Regions from separate parts of the Mus musculus genome. Here region 1 is linked to region 2. A link is a contact called in public Micro-C data. All regions are on one chromosome and are shown on one strand. Each heading gives the region's core, a stretch centred on a gene start, on an enhancer-like site or on the middle of the called end of the contact. The rest is flanking DNA. Distances are from core to core; before and after follow the strand shown. Region 1 overlaps Hlcs (holocarboxylase synthetase (biotin- [propriony-Coenzyme A-carboxylase (ATP-hydrolysing)] ligase)). Region 2 overlaps Cldn14 (claudin 14).

Region 1 (6,879 bases), core at 2,742-5,241, 340 kb after region 2:
CGAGCACAACACTGGCAGGGTGCAGTGGAGAGGCAGTAGCTCTAATGCAGGGGATGCAGCCAGGGGGTCCCTGGAGCTATTAGGCAGCTAGGCTAGCCGAAACATGGGGAGAGCCATGTTCAGGGAGAGACCCTGTCTCCCAACAACAACAACATTACCATTGCATAGAGAAGTGATTGCAGACAGACAGATCTCGGTCAGTCCCTGGCTGCCCCACACGCTTGCCAGGTTAATGCAGCCATACTTGCATATATCACCCCGCAACACAGTTTTGTTTTTAAATACTAAGAAGAAAGAACCCAACTTTCAGGCTGAGGACACAGCTCGGTAATACAATAGTGAGGCCCTGGGTTTGATTCCCACCTAAGTAAATAAGTAAATGAAAGCTCAGGTTCCCCATGCCAGGGATGGACGGATGGATGGACGGGCAGGCAGGCAGGCAGGCAGGCAGGCAGGCAGGCAGGCAGGCACCTCATCCTGCCTATTGGGGAGTCCAGATGAGACCATGAAGCACATTAAGAAGACGCGGTTAGCCAAAAAGCATGTCATCAAGATAAGAAATGACTGTGTCTCCCAAACTGCCCCAGCACCTGGCCCACCCTCATTAGCTCCCAAATATTTGCTGAATGAAGTGGCCAGTGCAGACAGAAGGGAGGTCCCGCATGGAATGACTTAGTCTACATTCTGTCATAAAGCAACAAGACCAGAAGAGAAGCTTGCAGTTCGTGACAGCTATGTGTTAAAACACCACACTAAACACCTTCAATGTGAGCAATTGAAAATGAATTTTCAGGAAGGGATTCCCTGGGCAGAAAGGCCACACTAAGGGCTTTCTGATACATCTACAAATATAAAAAACGATTCTCACCAACAACAGCCAATCACCAACAGGAGCTGGGGTCTGAGGAAGGGAATAGAGTTTCTTTGTTTATGATCTTGGGTTGAATCAAAATGGAATATTGTAACCCTTTTCTGTCTTTAAGCATGTACTGATTCATGCCACGACTCCCACAGCACCGACATCACACACACACACACACACACACACACACACCACCAGCACCACCACCACAATCATGACTCTACCCAGCTGCTTTATCAACAAACTCAGTTGTCGCTTCTTGTTATGGTTACATCTTGATCCCAAGGGCAAGTAACTGGACGCCCTCAAAGAGCTCCTGCCAAGCAGGAGTCCAGCGGGAGTCTCCCAGGTCACCTACACATCACTGCGCCCAGCCTCGTGCACACCTAAGAAAGCAAAACAAAAACAAAAACAAAACAAAACAAACAAACAAAAAAATGTGTGTGTGCTCCCTAACTGAGTGGGAAGCCAGGCCGGGGGAAATCTGCAAACAGCCTGGGTTCCTCACAGCAATGGCAGTTCCCCTTGCTAGAGGTGGGGGGTTCCTCAGAGAAGTGGCAGCCCCCCTGGCTAGAGGTGGGGGTTCCTCAAAGCAATGGCAGCTTCCCTTGCTAGAGGTGGGGGTTCCTCAGAGCAATGGCAGCCCCCCTGGCTAGAGGTGAGGCGTCCATGCTCTTCTGCATCCTCTGGCCACCCGGGAAACATCAACATGTCACACGGACAGGGATGGTATGAGATGGAAGGTGGGGGTGGCTCTAAATCCCAGCTGGCCTAGCCGTTCCACAGGAGCCGCCAGAGACTCCAGTGTGTCCTCCTCCTTGTTGCCCTCCCTCGGACAGAGATTAGAAGGCAGGGGAACAAGACAGTTTTCACTGAAAAAAGAAGTCTGCTTTTATTTATAAAATTATTATCTTTTTACATAAAATAAATGTTTAAGTTTTCCTACACAACATCACAGAAATGGGTTCCTTCTCTGTTTTTTCCTTACAAAATGTGTGTCTCCCACGGCATACCCCACAGTGATGCTGCATTCCTGCCAACACTTCTACTGGATGGAGGGCTGACAGGAAGGCCACCATGTAATGCTAGCCCATAATGTATCTTACATCAAGCGTTCGGCCCGTCAGCCTGACCTTCGCTGGCCCCTGTATGGGTTTATTCATGGAGAAGTAGTGCGGAGGGTTCTGGGTCACCCCAGCAGGAACAGGGCTCCAGTCGTGACTAGTCCAGCAACGCCTTCTGCTCACACGGGTGAGCACCAGTGAGGCACCCACACACCAACCCTGGAGCTCACTAGTAAGCCGGGCAGCCATGACTGTGACATGCCACTCACAGGAGTCAAACAGCCCACTGGCAACGCTACACCCCCTAAACCAGCGGTTCCCAACCCTCCCAATGCTGCGACCCTTTAGTATAGTTCCTCATGCTCTGGTGACCCCCAACCATAAAATTATCTCAATGCCGCTTTATAACTGAAGTTTTGCTACTGTCATGAATCAAAATATAAATATCTGATATGGAGGATATTTGCTACCCAGATTGAGGATGACTGCTCCCAATAATTAAGTCAGATGTCAAATTTCAACCAAGTGTCAGAGTCCAAACAATCAGGTTTTAAGTACATGTGAGAGGCTTCCAAAGTTGATGACACACTAGCTTGTTTTTTTACTTATTAATAACTAGCTTGGCTCAATATGAAAGTAACATACATCTATCATAGACAATTTTGAAAAATATAAAGAAAACTTTGAAGTGTTATTAAATTACATTAAGCTTACCACCAGAATGTGTATGTATGTATGTATGTATATATATATATATATATGTATATGTATATGTATATGTATATGTATATATATATACACACACACATATATATGCATTTGTACATGTGTGTATGTTTGTATATAAGTGTGTTTGTGTGTGTATATGTGTTTGTGTATGTATATGTTTGTTTGTGCATGTATGTATATGTATATGTATGTGTATGTGTATACATGTACACGTGCATATGTGTATGTGTATACACGTGTATGTTTTTGTGTGTACATGTGTGTGCATGTGCTTGTGTGTGCATGTGTGTATACGTATGTGTATACACGTGTATATGTTTTTGTGTGTACATGTGTGTGCATGTGCTTGTGTGTGCATGTGTGTATACGTATGTGTATTGTGTGTGCGTATACATGTGCATATGTCTACACACCGTGGCTCTTCCAGTCTTCTTTTAGTGGACCCAGGTACACAGCATGCGGTGTTGTTGGTTTTCAATATACTGGCCTCAGCTGCAGGCCTGACCTTCCACCTGTCCCTGGGAGGATGGATCAGATGTAAAGACCCATGTCGGAAGGAAGGCAGCGTGGCAAGGGAGCCGCCCCTCAGCAGAGCCCTGCTTTGCCCTGCCTTCCCAGTGGTCTCACCAGTCACCATGGTGGGGCTTTACTAAGGTGGTCCAATGCAGGTCTTGGTGTTCAGGTAGGAAGGGAATTCTCAGCAAATAGCGGACACCAAGGGTCCCCAGTTTCTCTTTGTATCACGGTGGGTGACACAGAAACATGGGGTGGAGGGGATGTCATAAATCTTGCGAGCTTCTTGCCGTCAAGAGCAGCGTCAGGGCTCAACGCTGAGTAAACACAGCTGCTCCTCAGTGGAGGTATTTAGATAATTTCTCTATTTATTTTGTTCTTTCACGTCTTGTACTAGAACGGGACTTAATATTGAATAAATGTTGAATGAATGGATGGATTTTATGAACTGTGGCATTGAAATGACTTCTACAGACCCAAAAGAAAGTGCCACCAATATAGTAGAAAATGTCCAAATTACACTATGTGACACTGATATATGGAGAATAAATTAAATTTCTGAACAGTTACAGTTAGAGGGGGTTTGTAACTCAAGTTGCCTAGCTCAGCAGCGACATCATGTGGTGAGAGCGTGGGTTTCCATGAGCAGAGAGCTTTACAGGAAGCAGGAAGTCTGCACAAACTCCTAAGGCATGCGGCAGGTCCAATGGATGGGAAAGGCCAGGATCCTCCTCCTGTACCTTTCATCCAAGAGAGGTCAATGAGACCTACTGTGCACAGATGCAGGAAGAGAGGTCAGTGAGACCTACTGTGCACAGATGTATGAAGAGAGGTCAGTGAGACCTACTGTGCACAGATGCAGGAAGAGAGGTCAGTGAGACCTACTGTGCACAGATGCAGGAAGGAAAATCAAATTGCCTCTTGGGTTTATAAACTGAGCTGCACAGGAACTTGAAGTGGCAGCCTCAGCATCGGGACAAGGGCAGGGCGAATCTTCTGTCTGCCCCCCGCCCTCCGCCCAAAAAAACCCACCTCTTACTGTTTCTATTTTCAAATAGTTTGGAGAACTTTTGCTCCAAGAAAACACAACACTTGATCAGTACTAGAAAAGGAAAAAACCCTGACCTCTGATCAGAGCGTTGAGAAATAACATCAACAAAGACACACCACGGTCACATGTGTGCTCAGTGCCCTGAATTCTCAACGTGAAACAGAAGTCAGTAAGAATGAAGCAGCCAGGAGGAATGACCATCCTCAGAGCTGACCTCAAGTCCATGAGGGAGACCGGGACCCGGAAAGAATCTCAAAACTATTCTTGCCAAGACTACATGTGTATGCTAGACAGAGCAAACATTGGCTTTCCCCTTTGACAAGAACTTCATCCCGTGGATCGTAAGTGGGTAAGCTAGCATTCCTCCAGCCAGCAAATGCCACCCCCACTGCCACTGGCTGCCACTGGACATTTTAAAGAGTCGAATTCACTCTATCTGCGTGTCTGCACACACATGTGTGCAAGTGAGTGTACATGTGTGTGGACACGTGTAGAACATGTGTGTGGTCACGTGTAGAAGCCACACGTCCTCTCATTTGTTCACCGCTGTATGTACCGAGGCGGGGTCTCTTGCTGAGCCCAGAGCTAGACAATCTGGCTCGTCAGCTTGCAGAGAGGCCCACCTCCACTCCCCACAGGCTGCAACTGCAGGCAGGCTGCTGTACCTATCCAGCTTTTTATGCAGATGTTGAGGGCACCAAGTAAGGCCCCATTGCGAAGACATCCAGAGCTTGTCCACAGTGTGTCCTCCTCAGTGCAAGAGCTGAGAGACTAAATACCCATTGCTCTTCAGGCAAAAAACTGCAGCTTAGGTATTTTAGCTGTACATGTTCTACCTAAAGAGTAGAACCTTCCCAGGAAAAGAAAACCCAAGGCTATCTTTCCTCTTCATTTCTCTGCTGTGGTCAAAAGGCCTACAGTCAGGCCTGGGAAAAGGGCAAGCAGACCAGGGGCAAGCCAGCCAGCGTTGCCCTCTGACCACTCAGGCTGCAAGCTTGCAGGGATCACACACTTAACCCCATCTCCAGTTCAATCCTCAATGCTCAGGAGAGGAAGGAAGGAGAGGGCCTAGGAGGCTGACGGTCATATTCCACTGAAGACAGGTGGCCTTGGCCCACACGGACAAGAACCTAAAGCTCTGAGGACTGCTGGCTCTACTTGGTAATTTTATGCCATAAATCACAGTCATAAGTTTTGCCATATGAACTGAACATGAAACAGCAATGAGTAACTTGGAGTTGGAATTCCTATGATGAAGACACAAACAAAAGCCATATGATTAATGCATTAGAAATGGTGCGAACTGCGGAGCCGGGCTTGGTGGCTCACATCTGCTGAGGCAGGAAGATCCCTGCAGGCTTAAAGGTGGCCCCTGCTACAGAGTGTGTTCCAGGCCGGTGTGGGCCAGTGAAAACTTGCCTCAAAAAAAAAAAAATGTTTAGAAATTAGATAATGAAATGTAATAAAAGAATGGTTTTTAAAGGACAAAAGAGCATCCTGTGTTGATATTAATTTTTCAATTGGAAGCATTTCCTTCCATTTCTTAGCCTAGATTCCGGGAACTTATTAAGCACATCATGTTTTCTTAACCCAATACACCTCTTAACAATCCAACCATCGCTGCATTAACTCGCTGCATTATCGTTTAAACTGCAGTGCTTACACAAGTCTCCCATGCTGCCTCCTTTGGTCCTCACACAATCCTCTCGGATCGTCATCTGTCTCTCTCTCCGTCAGTACGGTGCACCCACACAATGCCAAGCTCTGATCCACACAAACCAAGCTCGCCCAGGGGCAGCAACCAACCCAGAAGGCAGCGTCTCCCCTTTCCACAGTGCAGGCATGAAGGGTGGATTTTGCTCTTTTCAAGCGAAGCAGGTGGGTTCGGTGTGTGGCATCCCCTGGCCACCGAGCTTTTGCTGTATGTTAACATCACTAACCCCACAGACTGGCCTGCTGCTGGCTGAGAACTGAAAGAGCTCTGCAAAATCATTTGTCACTATGAATAAGAAATTGACAGCATGTCACCACGACGGGATTAGTAGGAACACACACCTGGAGAATCTGGCAGGCTGCCCAAAACCAGGTATCCCTCACAGACCAGCGATGAATACAGGTGGGAGGTGGACTCCGGAAACACTGCCAACACTTCCGTTTTCCTTTTAGACACGAGTGGCAAACATAACACCTAAAGCCTTCTAGACATCAGCACACAGAAGTAGTGATTTCCCGCCTACTGAGGAAAACCCAGATCAAAACAACTGGTTTCGATCCCAACTGATGGCAGAATCCACATCAGTCATGCTCAGGGAACTGGTTCCTGCGCCCCTTCCCACCGACGCCAAAAGCCAGAATCTCAAGTCTTATACAGAACAGCGCAGCATTGGCACATGGTCTCTGCATGTCCTCCTATAGACTTTAAGCAATCTCTAGGAGGCTAGAAACACGTCCTATGTTGCAAACGCTGTGTGAATACTTGCTACGCTGTACTGGGTATTGCTCAGGTAACGACAAGAAAAATAGTCCGTGCATGTTCAGGAGAGGCAGGATTTTTTTTTTTTTAGCATGTGTGTGATGTGTGTGTGTGTGTGTGTGTGTGCTGTGTTGTATGTGTGTGATGTGTTATGTACATATACACGTCTGTGTGTGTTCATAAAAGT
Region 2 (7,826 bases), core at 2,625-5,124:
TAGAGGAACAGAGACACTTGTCCTGGGAGTACATGAGAATGGAAAAGAGAAAGCAAGGGGAAGGTACTGCGGCCTGCAGGAGGTAATCCGAGCTTCCTCAGATCTACTTCCTGGTTTAGATGCCCTTTAGAGACCCAAGACGTCACTTCCTGTTTCCTCTGTGATTCAGACTTGGGGATGATGTCACCTTTCATCCTATGCAGTCAGGACCCATGCTCTAAGAGAAGCGCCACATGTGACCACCAATCATGCATGTGCTTGTCTGAACTCACATGAGACTAGACTCCTGTCTCATGTGTTGGAGCTGACATACATCCCTGACTAATCGTCTAGATGCAAGTCCTGGTTCAAATTCCCTTTCTACTGTTCTTTTTATTTTTAGATTCTTTGTTTGTTTGTTTGTTTGTTTGTTTTCAAGACAGGGTTTCTCTGTGTAGCCCTGGCTGTCCTGGAACTCACTCTGTAGACCAGGCTGGCCTCAAACTCAGAAATCTGCCTGCCTCTGTCTCCCAAGGGCAGATTCATTATTTTTATTTGTGGTGTGTGTGTGTGTGTGTGAGAGAGAGAGAGAGAGAGGGAGAGAGAGAGAGAGAGAGAGAGAGAATGAGCCGTCCCTCCAGCCCACTTTCTCCTGTCGATGACATTTCTCTTTCTAGGTCAGGTAGCTTGCCTGAGGTCCAGCTTCCCGCCTGAGTGATGGACAGTCCATTTGAATTGACTCTTAGGAGAGGGGCTATGGCATGGTTTTGTTCTTTACCAGAGTACTTCTGGCTACATAGTAACCTTATAATTATCAGGAAGTTTTTGTTTTATTTTATCTTTTGATATAGTCTTGTGTATCTCAGGCTGGCCTTGAGTTCCCTGTGTAACCCGAGGATGCTCTCTCTCTCTCTCTCTCTCTCTCTCTCTCTCTCTTTTCGGTTTTTCGAGACAGGGTTTCTCTGTCCTAGAACTCACTCTGTAGACCAGGCTGACCTCGAACTCAGAAATCCACCTGCCTCTGCCTCCCGAGTGCTGGGATTAAAGGTGTGCGCCACCATGCCCAGCTTTCTTTCTTTCTTTTTTCCTTTTTTCTTTTTCTTTTAGACTTATCTGTTTTTTGAGCATTTGTCTTCATGTTTGTAGGAGTGCCTGGTGCCCTCGGAGAAGAAGGTGTCGGATCTTCTAAAATTGGAATTATGGGTGGTTGTGAGCCATGATGTGGGTGTTAGGAACAGAGTCCAGGTCTTCTGCAAGAGCAGCCAGCGCTCTGAGTCTGAGCTTCTCTCCAGGAGGATTTTAAAGGCCTCACTTTCCTGCTTCCTCCCAAATTCTGAGATTCCAGGCAGGTGTTACTGCACCCGAGTTAAGCCCTGCTGGGGCTTGGACCAAGGGCCTCATGCCTGTCAGGAAAGTTCTTCACCAGCTGAACTGGACTCTGTGCCACCTGGTGGTCGAGAACGTCATAGCTACCCGAAGCCAGAGACAAACTCACATCTCCCTCCGTCCCCCCCCCCCCCCCCCCGTCCCCCGTCCCCCTTCAATATTCCTTTCCTTTCCTTTCCTTTCCTTTCCTTTCCTTTCCTTTCCTTTCCTTTCCTTTCCTTTCTCTTTCATTTCTCTCTCTCTTTCTTTTTTTTTAAAGATTTATTTATTTATTATATGTAAGGATAAGGACACCGTAGCTGTCTTTCAGACACTCCAGAAGAGGGAGTCAGTCTTGTTACAGATGGTTGTGAGCCACCATGTGGTTTCTGGGATTTGAACTCTGGACCTTCAGAAGAGCAGTCGGGTGCTCTTACCCACTGAGCCATCTCACCAGCCCCTTTTTTTGTTTTTTTAAGACAGGGTTTCTCTGTATAGCCCTGGCTGTCCTGGAACTCACTTTGTAGACCAGGCTGGCCTCGAACTCAGAAATCCACCTGCCTCTGCCTCCCAAGTGCTGGGATTAAAGGTGTGCGCCACCACTGCCCAGCTTCAATTTTTCTTTATTTTTGAAAATGTTATACTTAGACACACAGCTCTTATCTTTTGAGTTCTTCATTTTATAAAGCTGCTGATTGGGGGGCGGGGGGCATCCCCAGTGACCTTCAAGCCTGCTCTTGTCTGATTAGCTACCTGGTGCTGTCAGATGTGCTGGCTGGTTTTGTGTCAACTTGACCCAAGCTGGAGTCACTGGGAATGAGGAAAACTCAGCTGAGGAAATGCCTCCCTAAGATCTGGCTGTAAGGCATTTTTTAAAATTTGTGATCACCAACTCATGGTGGGTGGAGCCATCCCTGGGCTGGCCATTCTCCGTTCTATAAGAAAGCAGGCCGAGCAAGCAAGCCATGAGGAGCAAGCTGGTAAGCAGCACCCCTCCACGGCCTTTGCCTCCGCTCCTTCTTCCAGGTCCCTGTTCTGCTTGAGTCCTTGTCCTGACTTCCTCCAGTGGTGAACTATGGGTGTGGAAGTGTAAACTGAACAAATCCTGTCTCCCCCAACTTGCTTTTGGTCACAGTGATTTGTCACAGCAATAGAAACCTTAACAAGACACCAGGAGATCTCATGAGGCCTCATGGTCAGAGCAGATTTGTAGGTGGGACTGGCTGAAGGAAACAGAGAGATTCCTCAGATCAAGTCCCCCACCCCAAGCTTCCTAAGAGTCCCGAGAGCCCTGTGATGTCAGGGCAAAGCATGACACTAGAGGCTGTGACAGTGAACTTTGTCAACTACTCTAGAACAATGGTTCTCACCCTTGGGTCAAGATGCCTTGGTGGGCCAGATATCAGATATCCAGCATATCAAATATTTACATTACAATTCATAATAGAAGCAAAATCACAGCTATGAAGTAGCAACAAAATAATTTATGGTTGGGGTCGCCACAGCATGAGGAACTGTATTAAAGGGTCGTAGCATTGGGACGGTTAAGAACCAAGGCTCGGGCTGGAGAGATGACTCAGCAGTTAAGAGCACTGACTGCTCTTCCAGAGGTCCTGAGTTCAAATCCCAGCAACCACATGGTGGCTCACAACCATCTGTAATGGGATCTGAGGCCTTCTTCTGGTGCGTCTGAAGACAGCTACAGTGTACTCACTCATATACATAAAATAAATAAATAAATTTTAAAAAAGAAAAGAAAAACAGAACCACGGCTCTAGAATCGTCTAGCAGATTAATTACCGGGCACATCTGTGAGGATGATTTGAGGTTGGTAAACTGAGGAAGGATGGAAGAGCCGCACAAACTGTGGGTAGCACGGTTCTGTGGGCTAGGGTGCAGGGCTGACGGCAGGGAGAAAGCTGGCTGAGAACCCGGGTCCATCTTTTACTGCTTCCTGACTGGATTCGACATGTCCATGCTCACAGTCCTGATGCTGCGCTGGACTGAGCCCTCAGACTGTAGCCAAAATAGGCCCTCCTTCCCTTGAGTCGCATCTTAACAGGTGAGGTGTGTTGGTTAGCACAGACTGGCCTTGAACTGGCTGTGTAGCCAAGGATGGCTTTGAACTTCCGACCTTCTGATCTCCACTTCCCAATTTCTTCGCTAACAGGTGTGCCTCTCCACGCCTGGCTTTATGTGGGGCTGGGGCTCTAACCCAGCGCTGGGTAAGCACTCACCGATTGAACTTTGCCCCAGTCACTGACAGGTGGCTGTAATTAGGATCATAACTAATACAGGGTTATGACATCATTGACGCCTGTGTAGGTCTAGGGCTTGGGCTGTGACCCTTTCTCCACATTCCGTTTGGATATTCAGTTTTACCCTTTGTGATCATGGGCCAGGGTCTCCCCAGGCTGAGCCACTGAGCCTCACCCTGCCCCACTGCAACTCTCGTGCTGGGGACTCTCACGCTCAGCCCTTGAGTGGGTGTGTCCTCCCCACTCAAAGCCTTTGGCAGAGGCCAGGGCAGAGAAAGGATGTGAGCACAGCTCTAGATTCCCTGGGGTAGGGTGTGGGAGGGAGGTTCAGGGAGACAGCAGACAGCTTTCTGGTCATGTGGTTGGAACCAGGAAGGACACTGGGGTCCTCACAACTTTCTAGGATTTTCTTTTTCTAGGTAAAGGAGCTCCCTAGAACCTGTTGTCACGGCAGCTAGGACTTAGAAAAAGAGGGTAACATTTACAGCTAAGCCCTGGGGGCCAAGCACTCCTGACTGAACTTCGTGCCAACGCACAGAAAGCAGAGGTACCAGAACCTCTTCCGCTTCTCTTTGTAACTTATTAAAGGAAGAACTGTTGAGCCAGCAAGACTCTTATCTGATAAGAGAGGCTTTGGGCAAGCCTATGACCTGAATGGTGTGATCCCAGGTTCTGCCACAAGGTGGCAGTAGAGTAAGACTCTGGGGAACTGTCCTTCACTCTCTACGCTGCCCCCCTTCCCCTTTCTCTCACACACAAGTGCGGGCGCGCGCACGCGCGCGCACACACACACACACACACACACACACACACACACACACACACACTACACAGTGGGAACCGTTTTCAGGTAGACAGCAACACTCGCTTAACTTTCTGCTGTGTGGTGTCCTTTGAGGCTTGCTTCTAGATTTACAGGGGCCTCTGTGACTTCCTGGGGGCACAGCAGTCAGCTTTCTAGATTTTCCCATCATGCACTAGTGGATGCTAGTGATTCAGTGTCAAGGTCAGGGCTCCTGGTCCTTAGTTTGGCTGCATAACCAGGATACTCCAAATCCCCAGGACTCAGATGAGGCTTTCCACACCTTGAAGATGCAGCAGGAGCTACTGCTGCCCGCCTCACAGACCACCTCCACGCGGCTTGTTCCCGTGAGACAAACCAACCCGATGGATGGGCCACGCTTCCAAGACACTCTTTATTGAGCTCTTATTAAGCCACCCGCATAAATACATATAATAAATAAAAAACCAGCACTTTTTAGAAGTCTTTGCTTTGAAGAGCACCTCCTTCCCTGTGTTCCGGGCTTGCTCTCTGCATCCTTCCCACATCCATCATTGGTCCTTTGGGGCCCAGCATCCCTGGCAGAAGCCCGGGGAAGGAACTCACACGTAGTCATTCAGCCTGTACCCACTGTGCGCGGCTGAGGTCACCGAGGGGGCACGGTTGTCCTTGTAGGCCGCTGGTGGGCGGTAGGCAGGGGCGGTAGCCGTGGTGGTAGCTCCGGCCCTGGACTGGGGCGGGTAGGGTCTGTAGGGGGCCTCGTCCTGGCAGGATAAGCAGAGCAGGGTGCCCCCGATGAGAGACAGGGATGAGGAGATGAAGCCCAGGTACAGGGCCTGGCCGATTTCAAACTTCATGCCACTGGGCAGCAGCGGGTTATAAAAATTCTGCACCACGTCATTCGTGGTCCAGGACACGGCCACCATGCACAGCAGGCCGGCCAGCAGGAAGAGCGCGCCCCCCAGCACTGCAAAGGTGGTCTTGGCGGGTGTGCCTTTGGCGCAGCGTGTGCACTTCATGCCCACTACTGCGCAGGCGCAGGCCATGCCCGACAACAGGCAGGAGATGACCATGAGCGCCCGGGCGGCCTGCAAGTCCCGGGGCAGCGCCAGCAGTGAGCGGTAGATCTGACACTGGTAGATGCCTGTGCTGTGCCACACACATTCCATCCACAGTCCCTTCAGGTAGGATACGGCAGTCAGGATGTTGGTGCCCACATGGGCCGTCCTCCGCCAGTGTGGCAGGATGGTGGTGATGAGCGTTCCTACCATGCCCAGGAAGCTAAGCAGGAAGCCTAGGAGCTGGACCGCTGTGCTGGCCATGGCTAAGGGCCCCTGCTAGCCGCGCTGAGCAGTGCCCAGGTCCCCAGGGATGGATCTGGTCCTTAGGTGCCCGCAGGAAGCCTAATAAAGCCAGGAGGAGAGGGAGGGCAAGAAAAGGGAACTGGGTTAAATATTATCTCGATGCCTTTATTTCTGTCACCAAAACACTTTTCCATAGGCAGTTCCTATGATAATTAACATGTCCTGAAAAAAAAAAAATGGAGGCTCCTCAGGGTGGAAGGACAGAGCTGGATGAGAGGATGCAGGTCCCAGCAGCCTGTGCTTCCTGGAGACCCCAGAGCTCCCATTCTCGATGTCTCCGGGACCTACGACTTAGGGAAAGCACACAGAGGGAGTTCTACCTTATATGTACACTCAGGTTTTTCTGTTACACCTCAACCTTCCTTCCACACAGCTTGGACTGACATGCGTTAGTTAGGGTGTGTACCTGTTGTGACTTAGAGAATGGCCTTGGGGGCTGTGTCTGTAAGGGGGCGACTTTCTCTGGCACCTCAGAGGCAGGTCAGGGGCTGTTTTGGAATTCAGGCCTGATGTGACATCAAGCTTGCTGACTCCTGCCCAGGGACAGGATTCCAAGTGGCCAGATGCTTAATGCATCTGACAGGAGTGTAAGCCAGGGCTCAGCCTGCTTTCTTAGTTACAGAGACTGCCCAGCGTAGGGGACCCTCTCAAGCAAGTCAGGACAGTCCCCAGCTTCTCCACCTCGACAGAGTCCGAAGAGTGAAAGGTCCAGGCTTACATTGGGCCCCCTGGCTGATTCCTGACCTGAATTCTAGGCTGCCCCAAACTTTCCTTTTCAAGGTTACCCATTAAAGACTGTCGGAAGGCTTGACAGGAGCCCACAAGGCTTGGTGGTGGACCAGTCTGGGGAGGTCTAAGTGTATTTATGGAAAGCAAGGGGAGCTAATTTTAGAAATCACTAGGTTTTGCTATTTTTAAGTTAAGGATTTTCTAATTTAAGAAGTGTTAATGAGCTTCAAACCTCCCCCTCCAGCTTCCTCCCCCCTCCCCTCCCCCCCATAGCAGCAGCATCAAGCAATACTTCCTGACTTTGCTTCTCGCTTATAAGCCATTCATTCACTAGAAAACACATTAAATGAAAGTGTCTCCTTGAAAACTGCTTAACCCCAGCCCCAACCCTCCTGGCCACAATGTTGCAGAAGGCTCTATCCTTCACTGTGTTTGCATAGGAAGGCCCTGCTAGCATGCACTGGGCTGACTTTGGCATTCCCTGTGGGCTACTGTTTCTCCCATGTCCCCCTCCCCCCTTGCAGGCATGTGTACAACTGTGGAAAACATTTGCTAGAGAGATGGGAGTCCAAGACAAATGTTCGAAAAGCCCTCAGCGGGCCAGGTGGGTGGGGCAGCATCTACAAGGTGAAGGTGTTGGGTCTTGCAGGGGTGGTGTGTGTGTGTGTGTGTGTGTATGTGTGTGTATGTGTGTGTGTATGTGTGTATGTGTGTGTGTTGGGGGTGGCTTTCCTGCACCCTGAAGAGTTTTAGAGACAGTCATTACAGTTCCATACTCTCTAACTTTAAGTACCTATTAGCCTGGCAGGCAGGCATTGGCAGTTTAAATTGACAGGACTTCCAAAGCCATTCAGTCTCACACACATACAGTCTGTGAGAATCACAGGCAGGTAATTATGCAACCGGAACTAAGTGACCTGATAGTGTGCACTGTGCTAATCAGGAAAAGTAGTCGATGTCCTCTCCTAAGTCACACATTAAAATGACCCATTGTAGCTTAACTCCATCTAGGTACATGAGTGACGAGTAAAGAAAACACATTTTCCTAAGAAGAAAGCGAATGTTGGTTAGATAAAAACCACGGTTTGAGGCACAAAACCTGCAGAGGTCACTTCTGCTTTGGTGAGGTGCAGCGAGAGCCTGCAGACTCAGTGAAGACCACAGAAAGCCATCTGGATCACTGGAACTCTCAGCCTTTCTCTGGAGGCATCTTCTCACTATTTAAGTTCTTTACAAATACAGATTAGGGCTGGCAAGCTAGCTCAGTGGGCAAAGGTGCTTGCTGCTATGCCCGACAGACCTGAGTTCGATCCCTGGGATCTAAATGGTGGAAGGAAAGAACCAACTCCT

Evidence for each region. A called contact is a pair of places that touch in the nucleus more often than the background predicts.
Region 1: a contact with region 2 is called in a Micro-C map of the G1E-ER4 cell line, with 4 times the contacts expected there. The contact joins two enhancer-like sites. A contact is called at or near these places in 4 of 15 datasets of contacts at CTCF or cohesin (the NIH/3T3 cell line, embryonic stem cells, large pre-B cells and 1 more), 40 of 484 Hi-C or Micro-C datasets (B cells, the C10 cell line, CD4 T cells and 23 more) and 20 of 115 datasets of contacts at active chromatin or transcription factors (the HPC-7 cell line, the NIH/3T3 cell line, T-cell acute lymphoblastic leukemia and 13 more).

What each region holds. Positions count from the first base shown.
Region 1 is chr16:94,255,145-94,262,023 of GRCm38.p6, forward strand. All of the region lies in intron 5 of Hlcs (holocarboxylase synthetase (biotin- [propriony-Coenzyme A-carboxylase (ATP-hydrolysing)] ligase)), which reads right to left. Among named protein-coding and RNA genes, the nearest start is that of Hlcs, 32 kb to the right of the region's middle. Within about 2 kb of position 3,992, at least 10 of the 459 cell types and tissues checked have an H3K27ac peak or open chromatin away from gene starts, as enhancers often do. A contact at or near this core is called in CD8 T cells, the G1E-ER4 cell line, T-cell acute lymphoblastic leukemia and 2 more, where this site is marked.
Region 2 is chr16:93,914,252-93,922,077 of GRCm38.p6, forward strand. Cldn14 (claudin 14) reads right to left here. Exons shown (of 2, transcript NM_001165925.1): 2 at 4,780-5,786. The coding sequence starts at 5,705. The coding sequence ends at 4,986. Among named protein-coding and RNA genes, the nearest start is that of Gm31012, 11 kb to the right of the region's middle. Within about 2 kb of position 3,875, at least 87 of the 459 cell types and tissues checked have an H3K27ac peak or open chromatin away from gene starts, as enhancers often do. A contact at or near this core is called in CD8 T cells, the G1E-ER4 cell line, T-cell acute lymphoblastic leukemia and 2 more, where this site is marked.